Regions from separate parts of the Danio rerio genome. Here region 1 is linked to region 2. The links are chromatin contacts, called in public Micro-C maps. All regions are on one chromosome and are shown on one strand. Each heading gives the region's core, a stretch centred on a gene start, on an enhancer-like site or on the middle of the called end of the contact. The rest is flanking DNA. Distances are from core to core; before and after follow the strand shown.

Region 1 (5,544 bases), core at 2,472-4,971, 53 kb before region 2:
GAGCGTGGTTCACTTGGGCTTTATAGCGGTAGGCTTTTGTGTGAGTGCAAAACGCGCCAAAGCCTGAAACTGAAAGCGAGACGTGACTTTTAAGGGGCTGTTTCATATGGATTTATTAATCATTCTTACTGTTCAGTGAACGCAAACTGCTATAGTTTATTAGTAAACCTCCTAATTCCTGCAGCACGAGGGCTTCATGACTGTTTATGAGCGTCAAATGTGGCTGATCTGTTCGGCAAAATATCTGACTGCGTGTCACCGCATCCCTAAGGACTAAAGCGATATAACTAGAGAAATCTCTACTGTGCTGAGCGAGAGCGCTTGCTGAACAGTGCAGCATCGATGACATAAGCGTGCCCAGGCCCGATTGTAATGTGAGTGCAGGTCGTCGGGGAAGATGGGAGGGGGACAAGCGTGCTTTGGCCCAGTTCAAGGCAACTGTACATAGTGTGAGTACGCCCTAAGAGTGAGAAATGAACCTTAAAATGAAGTGTACCCAAAACGCTTTTCAAATAGTGCTATTCAGTCATTTGCTGGATCTGTATAAATACTATATATCACAATATATATGGCCGACATTTTTTTATATTTAAATTCATTTTATTTGCTAATGTTGTGTTTTAAGAACCAGCACTTTTGAAACATCTTCTTTTGTGTTCAACAGAAGAATGAAACTGAACGAAATGGAAAAGAATGAACGGTTTAAAACCACATGAGAGAGAGTAAATGGTGAGGTAATTTTCATTTTGAAAACAGCATGATAAAGTGAGACTAACTAGTGCAATGGGTCACATCCATCTCACCTGATCCCTCCGACCGGCCGTCGCTCCCGATGAGTGGGACGGTGATGGCAGCGGTGGCCATGCCGTCTGTGGGAACGGTTGTGTAGACCACTGGTAAAGACTGCACAACCACAGGGATGGTTTGCAGCTGGCCTAGTTTACTTGGCATGTTGACGGAGGGTATGGTGTGGATGACGTGCAGGATCTGCTGACCTCCGACCCCTTGCGTGGACGCCAATATAGAGCCCTGCGACAGCACCGCCGGGATGGTGGCACTCGCCGTGATGTTCTGGGGAGGCAGGTTTGCAGGGGTGGAGGTCGCGGTGGCTATAGGAAGCGATGGACGGGGCTTGTTGAGCGACAGGTCCACGGGTTCGGTCTGGTCGGCATCGCTGTGTTGGGTGCTGATGATGCAGAGCGGTGGAGGCGAGGACTTGATTTTGAGGTCTGTGGGCTCAAGGCAATCGTCTAGCGGCTCTTGCTTCTGTGGAGGCACAAAAATAGAAGAGAACTGAGAAGAAAAAGAGGCTATGAGGGAGATAAGGAAGGACTGTGGACGAGCAAACGAAGCGAGGAAAGAGATTAGGAAGGACAGAAAGGAAAGGGAGGGTATGGAGCGCTCTCGCTCAGCTGTGCGGCAGCTCCACAAAAACACAGGAACAATGGCTGGCCAGATCGGGCCTCTACGCTGCAGAGAAGGAGGCCTGGACCTGGCGTGAATCCAACTCAACACAGCCAAGCCCAGTCACACAAATTTATACACACACAAGCTCAACACAGAGATGTGTGTGTGTGTGTGTGTGTGTGTGTGTGTGTGTATTTGTGTGTATTTGTAAGCTACACCCATTAAATTCCCCCTGCACTGAGACATATAGTTAAACCAAAACACTTTACTTGAATCAGACCTGTATGATGATATTTTGTTGAACACTAAAGACGATTTATTTCAAAGTAAGCCTATAACCGGTAACCATTAGCCATGTTTCCATCCATTTCTTTTTATGCACATTTTGGATATGGAAATGGCAAGATGCACATACATTTTGAAAAAGTGCACCGCACGCAGGTCACTCATGCATTCCATTCACCTAACTGCATGCAACAGTTCACCACAAAAAAGTGAAAAACCTATTTGAGAATATCAATAAAAGTAATACCCACAAAAGAAGGTAATTTTAAAAATGCTGAAGGCTGGTACCAATTGAATTGCATGGTATTTTGTTTTCTTACAAGAAAGAAAGAAAGAAAGAAAGAAAGAAAGAAAGAAAGAAAGAAAGAAAGAAACAATGAAAGAAAGAACCAACGAAAGAAAGAACTAACAAATGGAAGCAACAAAATAAAGAATCAATGAAGAACCAACACAAGAAAGAAGGAACAAAAAAATAGAACCTACAAATAGAACCAATGAAAAAAGAAAGAACCAACAAAAAGAACCAACAAAAGAAAGAATCAGCAAATACAATCAACAAAAAAAGAACCAACAAAAAGAACCAACAAAAGAAAAAATGAAAAAGAAACAACAAAAGAAAGAAAAAACTATGAAAGAAAGAACCAGCGAAAAAAAAAGGAACCAACAAAGGAAAGAACCAACAAAAAAGAACCAAGGAAAAAAGAAAGAATCAATTATTCATTCATTTTCTTGCAGGCTTAGTCCCTTTATTAATCCGGGGTCGCCACAGCAGAATGAACCACCAACTTATCCAGCAAGTTTTTTCGCAGCGGATGCCCTTCCAGCTGCAGCCCATCTCTGGGAAACATCCACACACACATTCACACAAACACTCATACACTACGGACAATTTAGCCTACCCAATTCACCTGTACCGCATGTCTTTGGACTGTGGGGGAAACCGGAGCACCCAGAGGAAACCCACGCTAAGGCAGGGAGAACATGCAAACTCCACACAGAAACACCAACTGAGACGAGGTTTGAACCAGCGACCCAGCGACATTCTTGCTGTGAGGCGACAGCACTACCTACTGCGCCACTGCCTCACCCAAGAATCAATTAAAGAAAAAAAAGAAACAAAAAGGACAAATGAAAGAAAGAAAAAAACAACAAAAGAAAGAACCAACAAAAGAAAGAACCAAAGGAAAAAGAAAGAAAGAAAGAAAGAAAGAAAGAAAGAAAGAAAGAAAGAAAGAACCAACAACAAAAAAAATCAACAAAAGAAAGAAAGAACCAACAAAAGAAAGAAAGAACCCATGAAAGAAAGAAGGAACCAACAAATAGAAACAATAAAAGAAAAAAAGAATCAACAAAAAAGAAACAACAAAATGGAAGGAAGCAAACAACTAAAAAAACAAGAAAACTAAGAAAACCTTAAAGTTTTAAAACCACATGAGGAAGAATAAATGAGCCAAATTTTCATTTTTGAGTGAACTACCCCCTTAAATATTCCAAGCCAGTTTAAAGCATTTAGTAGCGAAATATTCAAACATTTGCGGCGTTAACAAAACTACTTTTGGATTAATCAATTACATCTTTTGAGAGAGTTTCGTCAACATATTTAAAAAACAAATTTACTCAAAGCCTACTCAAAATTAGGTACAAACTACAATTTTTTTTCAATACTCCAACACAAGTATTAGCAGAAACAATAATAAACAGTCATATCTCTTTTAAATCATTACATTTCTAGTCAATTCGTTGAAATGTAAGTCTTTAAGTTTGAAGCATTCACACAAAATGATAAGGACTTAAATGACAAAAATCACAGAACAACAAATTCTCATGACATCTAACAAACAACAAACAAAAAGAAAGAAAAACTGAAGACAGGTACAGACAGAGGTTGTGTAACTGAAGGAAACAGCTGAGAGAAAACCAGAGCGAGTGGGCCGGGGTGGGAGCCAAACACACACAGAATAAGGGGAGAGTGGGTGGGAAAGGCCTCCGGTTGTCATGGAAACTGGGAGGTATATCAGCTGACTCATTTTCGCTCTCTCTCTCTCGATCCCACCCACATCTCGCTTTGGCTCTCTATGGTTCTCCACCCTGCCACCTCATTCTCTCTGCATCCCCACCCTTCAGCTGCTCCACCTTTCTTGCAGTCCTATGTTGTTTTCCACTGCTCGAACCTGAAGAAAAGCACGTAAAGATGTAGTGCCAGAGTCGGAAGGACCACATCAATAAGTGACCCAATTATCGCTAGCGTGCTGTGTGGGATGTTAATTGAGTGTGCTCAATATCTATTAGCAGTTGTAGGAAACGGCTTGCGGTGGAAAGAGCGAGTGTTGCAACAGGAAGCCTTGTGGCTCTCGTTATCAAAACCAGTTGTGTTTGATTTGGCTGTTTTTATGACAACATTTAGATTTGTTGACGTGTTGTTGTATTTTCAATGTCACACCTGACAAAATATGAATGTAATTAGTATCATCATCATTAAAAAAGTAAATGGTTAAACACTTCATAGTCTTCCATGAAGCACTTGTTATATAAACTGCTTTGCTCATTTTTTTTGTCAAATCTTAAAACTGTCCTATGGTTTGACTGACTCAAGATTGGTTTAATAAATTACAGCTCTTATTAATAAAAAAGAAAATTGTAAAATCATTAATAAATACCTGAGGACTCATTTTTACAATTGGCTATTTTAGTTAATCATTCAATTCATATAGGAAATTCATGCATTATGTCAGAGAAAACCATGTCTGCGTCCGAAACTGCATACTTCCATACTATACAGTACGCTTAAATCATTATGCGAGCAGAGTAGTATGTCCAAATTCATAGAATTCGAAAATCAGTATGCGAGAAGTACCCGGATAACTTACTACTTCCGGCGAGATTCTGGAATGCGCATCCCATGCACGCTGCGCTATCCCATAATGCCCGGCGAGAGAATTCATGAATGGAAGTGAAGCGACGTAACTGGCGCAGGTAGGTCACGTGACCATGACAAAATGGTGAATGTAGTATGTCCGAATTCCATTCATACTTTTCACATTCATACTGTATAGAATGTACTTTTCTAACGGCCGAGTAGTACGTTTAAATTTAAATGCAGTACCTACTGAGTAGTAGGCGGTTTCAGACGCAGCCCATATAACCCAGTGTGACACTACACTACCTGACAAAAGTCTCTTCGCCAATCCAAGTTTTAGGAACAACAAATAATAACTTGACTTCTAGTTGATTATTTAGTATCAGAAGTGGCTTATATGATAGGTAAATCCCTCTAGATTACGCTTATTTTACCAAAACAAAAAATGAGCAAGCCTTAATTTTGAGTTATTTAATTAGGACAGTAAGGTCTGACTTTGCTTAGACAAAACTTGACAGAAATTATGTCCAGTGCAGGATACAAAGTCATAGTGCAGTTGAAAACAATTTTTTGTTTTATTACCGTGTTTGACTCCCATGAGCTTGGACGACTGCATCCATACATCTCTGCAAGTACTCAAATAACTTATTAACAAAGTCATCTGGAATGGTAAAGAAAGTGTTCTTGCAGGACTCCCAGAGTTCTATGGAGTAAAACAGCAGATTATAGTGTGTGTGCATACATACACTGACTATGTTCTGAGAGCTGAGAGGCTTATTTGGATTTTCTCAGACATATAAAGATCAGTGTGCAACACACACACACACACACACACACACACACACACACACACACACTCAAACACGCTTTTTGCGGCTAATTCGTACAAGTTAAGTCGTATGAAAATGTACGATTTTAAAAAGGAGGCATGCATCCAACCCGCCCCTAAACCCAACCATCATTGGCTGATGAGCAAATCGTAATAAATTGTACAA
Region 2 (5,356 bases), core at 2,841-5,340:
TGCGGTGGGGAGGGGTGAGAAGGGTGGGCGACGATGCCTATTTGAGGACCGGGAGGGAGACGCGAGATTACCGGGAGATCATCACTCGTTTACGGGCATCCGGAGTCTCGTGAAACTTCCCGCCATACTCATATTTCTCTCTTTATATAGCCGTAAGCCTATTACATATCCATAAAACACTGTGATATAACTGCGCTCGGATCAGATCGCTTTCTCACTGCAATCGAACCGCTCCAGGGTTCGTTTCAATCGAGCCGAGACCACCTCATTCAAGCAATCTCGGAGTGATTACTTTGGCGCGGAACAGAGCGCGATTGCCCTGTTCACATATGCCAAACGAACCGCGCTAACTGGGCAATCGAGACACGTTCCGAAACAAAAGTGTAGGTGTGAAAGCACCCTTATATTCAGGGGTAAACAGAGCATAAAAGATGCAATACTTTAACCTTGCACCTTTATAGTGATGGATCAATGTAAATTGGGCAGGCTGATTAACTTCAGTATTCATTCATTCATTCATTTTCCTTTTGCTTAGTCCCTTATTTATCAGGGGTCACCACAGCGGAATATACTGCCAGCTTATCCGGCAGGTTTCATGCACCTCCTGCAACCCAGCACTGGGAAACACCCATACACTCTCACATTCACACTCATACACTACGGCCAATTTAGCTTATTCAATTCACCTAAAGGGCATGTCTTTGGACTGTTGGTGAAACCAGAGCACCCGGAGGAAACCCACACCAACACGGGGAGAACATGCAATACCAACTGGCCCAGCCGAGGCTCGAACCAGCGACCTACTTGCTGTGAGGCAATGGTGCTAACCACTGAGCCACCGTGTCGCCCTAACTACAATATATTTGGGCATTTTAAGATTTGGCACATATAATAATTCAAATGTTTTCAAGATATTATTTTCTTCTTAAATAAACCAGACGCCTCTCTAGAATACTTGAATGGCCATATGCTGCAGTTAGTAGTCAAATATTTTGGACTAATGGCATTGTTATTTTTGTTTTTATCACCAAGTTTAACGGAAGTGCCACAAAATGCACATCGTTACTCAAAGTGTTAAGCTGTGCATCTATCAAGTGTTTTTGTGCTGCAAAAACTCTTCGGTGGACACACTGCCTTAATGTTTCTACTGAAACTGAAAGTCAGGACAGGCTTCATCAAGTGGCTGGTTCATCTCTTTTTTTGTAAATCGCGACATTTGCAAACTGCATTGTGACAGCCACAGTTTTATAACAACTTAAGTCTAATGGATACACCATTTAGATTCCCTGTGTGTGTGTGTGTGCATTGCAGATGCTTCATCCCAACAAAATCCACATTTACACTGATGCTATAAGGCTGTAAACTAAATAGAAACATTGTCGCTTTTGCAATAACAGTATATGCAATATCCTTTTTGCAGAATAAAATTAACTTTATTTAATCGATATAGACATTGCTTAGACCATTATTAAGATAAAAATCAGTTTTCAAAAGCATTTGACAACATTATAAATCAGAATTTCTGCTGAGGTCATTTGTGGTGTTTTGAAGTCTAAATGTTTGCACCTTAATATCTTTTTTTTAGCTCTAATACCTGTTTATCTTAAAATGATGATTACAAAATTAATTGTCTTGTTTTTAAATTGCTGACAGAAAAACATTTTGCAAGTTAGTAATATCAAAAGAAAGATCGTTATTGCAACAGTCAACAACAATATTACATATTTACCAATCACCCATTTATTAACCTACGAGCCATTTATCACAGTAGGAAACAATAGTTACATTAGCATATTATTTTATTATTTTAATAACTACATTCTGCTGCAAAGTACCTTGGGGGCAAAAACTGCACCTGCTAAATTACATAAAACTCTCAATTAATTACAATTAAATAAACTAGTGGAATGTAAAACTTCATGAGGAGATTGTCAATTTAGGGGATCTAAAATCTACAAATACAGCGTTTGAACTTAGCCGAGTTATTTCGGAGTGCTAAGCCTTATTACCAACAGCACACATTTCATTTAAGCTTATTGGTGCAGCCGCCGATCAGAGCTTTGTTTTGTTTCAATTCTTAAATTCCGTTATCATAAAAAATATAGTAGTGAAACTTATGCAGGTCAAATATTATTTGTGCAGCCTTAGTGGTTATATAGCAGTTGTTGTTTTGCATAATTAGCTCTTTATTAACACCATGGACTAATGTTTTGTTTGTAACATTAGCATTTATTATTACAATATTATAATAGCAATTGTGATATAATAAACAATTAACTTTTTCACGTTGTTGACAAAATACAGTTTTAAATGTATTAAATTAATTAATTAATTATTTTTTGACTGCGATTTAATTTGCATGTATTCTCCAAAGCAATGAATTGATTGTTTTCCATATGCTACATTCTATCCCTTTTCTGACTACTCACTGTATTTATATGAAATAGTTACAATACTGGTCTGTGGATCGTCAATTGTAAATTAAATTTTTAGAAATAATCAATAGCGTTTGTGATATCAAAACTTTTATCGAAACAAAAATAACAGTTAGTCAGTTTATTTCTATTAAAATCATTTGATTAGCCTATAATAACATGATTATTTGATTAACATGACAAGAAATTAGCTTACCATTTAAACAATATGGTACTACACTGTGTAACATTGAAAACAGAAAAGCCACAAAAACACTTATGAAGTATTATGTAAATATAATTTAAATAATAAAATGTTTTTCTTATTATTATCTTAGCTATTTATTTATTTTTACCCCTAGCATCTATTTATACTTTGATAGTATTGTTAATATAATATTTTGTTTTATTTGTTCTTAATTGTTGTGAGATGTAGATGTTTGTATTAAGTTTGTACATATTTACAATAAATTAAAAATGATTATTTGATTAACATGCTTGATAAACGTCAACATAGATGTTTTTTCCAATTTGTAAATGCCAGAGCAAGTACATTTCAGAACAAGATAAGTGATAGTCAAATTTGTGCTAAAATGTTTTTAATTAATGTAATGTATGACCCTGCAGATACATTCAAGGGTACTACAGGAGGAGACGTGTCAATATGATGACCCTGACGTTCCAATACATGTGTATGTGCAACAAAAACAAACAAACAAACAAACAAACCACTTACACTAATGCACCCCCTCCCTTTCTCACTTGACATCATGGGATGTTCATGACAGTTTTATGTATAACTTACAGTCTACTGCTGTAACCTGCGTGGTATTAGCTGGAGCCTGACATTATTAGCCAAAACACTGACATCTCTTTATAACAGCGAAAGCCACGGAATACAAAACACAGAACTGAGAGGACCAACAAGCATAACAGAATGTCCTCATCACCCCATAAGAATAAAGGCTGCGGCCCCTTTAAGAAAGCAGCTAAGATGGTGTCTCTCCGGCGAGCTGCATTCGGCGCGCTTCCTTCCTGCCTTCACCGCTTTAAAACGGCACTGCAGACCCTCGACGGCTCTGACAGACGAGTCGCTCAATCTCTCCCTATCTGACTTTAACACTTTGCACAGCTGTTTTAAATGCGCCCGAGTCAACGTGTCAGGTTCGCGGATAAGTTAAGCACGGGCTCAGAGGCGCATGCACGGGAATCGCTCAGATGATATTATCGGCTCATTACGGTTAACGGCAGAGCAAACCGAAACCGGGTAACTGCTCACAGATGAGGAACTCCGGAGGAGTCCTGCAGAACAGAAAGCGAACAACCACAGCCGGCCAAAGCTATGCTGCAAATGTGTCGATTGCAAACGATAAACAGACTTACTTTTTTGTTCCGAGTCTCCGTGTGCATCTCGGTATCTAAGCGGCGGTGAAGGGGTGGAGTGGAGGGGGGGTCGGTCGGCTCGGGCGGGGTGAGATTTGAATAACAGTCAGTATTATCCGCCTCAGTATTAGAGAAGAAATGTGCGCTCGTTGGCTCGGAGGTTCACAGAAATCATATCCCTGGCGTCGAGAAACAAGCCCTCTTTCCGTCGCCCCGTTCGTCTTTCGGTGTGTGTTTGTTGCCGTGTTTCAGGGTTGGGCTCGAGCTGTGAGTCTCTCCTCCGCCTCTCCCTGCTGCTGACCCCACCCTGCGTCCCCACCCCTTCACTGTGTCAATCACAGCCGCTGCAAGTGTGTGTGTGTGTGTGTGTGTGTGTCAGCGCGCCACCACAATAATAGAAGTTCAGAAACATCATCATCATCACTTTGTCACCTCGCCTAATGACGTCAAGTTGCACCGGATGTTCGAAGTTGCTCGACTTTTTTTGGTCCTTTTTTGCATGTGTTACAGAGGTGATGATGCCTTATATGAGAATGACTAGTTTTTGGAGATAAAATTACCCCTAATTTGAGCAAAAGCAGACAAAAAAGACGTATTTTATTTATTGTTCTTAGTGTGTTTGTTCATATTGCATTATTCAGCATTTGTAGTACAGTTTTATATATATATATATATATATATATATATATATATATATATATATATATATATATATATATATATATATATATATATATTGCTGCTTGTTCGAACTACGTATTTAAAATGAGCTAAAACAACACAATTTTTGAGATTTTATGTGGGACAACTTGATCGTTTTATGTTCAATCCACTTAAATGTTTAGTTGACTTAATCTATTTGTGTTGGGATAACCTGAATGAATAGTGTGGAACCCTGTATCGGAAATAAATTGGATTTCGTAGGTATGTGTTTGGGTAAAAATATCGTTTTTTTTTTGTTTTTTTTTTGGAGCATTTTCCCCCATAAAATGGCAATTCATCTTTTTTTTGTTTTTTTTTTTGTTACTGAGAGGCAGGGTTATTCTACCTAATATATATATATATATATATATATATATATATATATATATATATATATATATATATATATATATATATATATATATATATATATTTACTTTTAAGTAGCAAAAAACATCAATGTGTTAACATAAATAGTCTATAAACATGTCTGAATATATCCCTTTTGTTATTTTGACCAAGTGGCGTTCGTTGTGTTTGTGTAAAAAAAACTTTTGTTTTGTTCTGCAAACTGATGGCATTTATTCCCAAATAAAAGTACAAATACTGTTAGAACATAATCATACATTTTAACAAATAACACTTTTATTTTGACTAGTTTAAAGTGTTTACTGAATGAAGCAATAATTAAAATGAAACATGGAAAACCTTGAGAAAAAATAGAAACAAAATTAAATAGCTGTTTATTACATAAACTGTCCAAATCACAGGGCAGCAACTCAATGCGTTAAGGCACGTGGTCAAGACAATCTGCAGAAGTTCAAACTGAGCATCTGAAGACGAAGAAAGATGAATAA

What was found. A called contact is a pair of places that touch in the nucleus more often than the background predicts.
Region 1: a contact with region 2 is called in a Micro-C map of caudal fin, with 4 times the contacts expected there. The contact joins the enhancer-like site here to the promoter of klf8 in region 2. A contact is called at or near these places in 2 of 18 Hi-C or Micro-C datasets (caudal fin and hematopoietic stem cells) and 1 of 4 datasets of contacts at active chromatin or transcription factors (caudal fin).

The regions. Positions count from the first base shown.
Region 1 is chr21:41,388,063-41,393,606 of GRCz12tu, reverse strand. It overlaps klf8 (Kruppel like factor 8), which reads right to left. Exons shown (of 6, transcript NM_001080003.2): 3 at 804-1,266. LOC141379903 (a long non-coding RNA gene) reads left to right here. Exons shown (of 3, transcript XR_012396869.1): 3 at 1-1,056. Among named protein-coding and RNA genes, the nearest start is that of klf8, 54 kb to the right of the region's middle. Within about 2 kb of position 3,721, at least 37 of the 62 cell types and tissues checked have an H3K27ac peak or open chromatin away from gene starts, as enhancers often do. A contact at or near this core is called in caudal fin, where this site is marked.
Region 2 is chr21:41,335,231-41,340,586 of GRCz12tu, reverse strand. It overlaps klf8 (Kruppel like factor 8), which reads right to left and starts at 4,090. Exons shown (of 6, transcript NM_001080003.2): 1 at 3,798-4,090. The coding sequence starts at 3,824. It also overlaps a transcript of rbm41 not described here.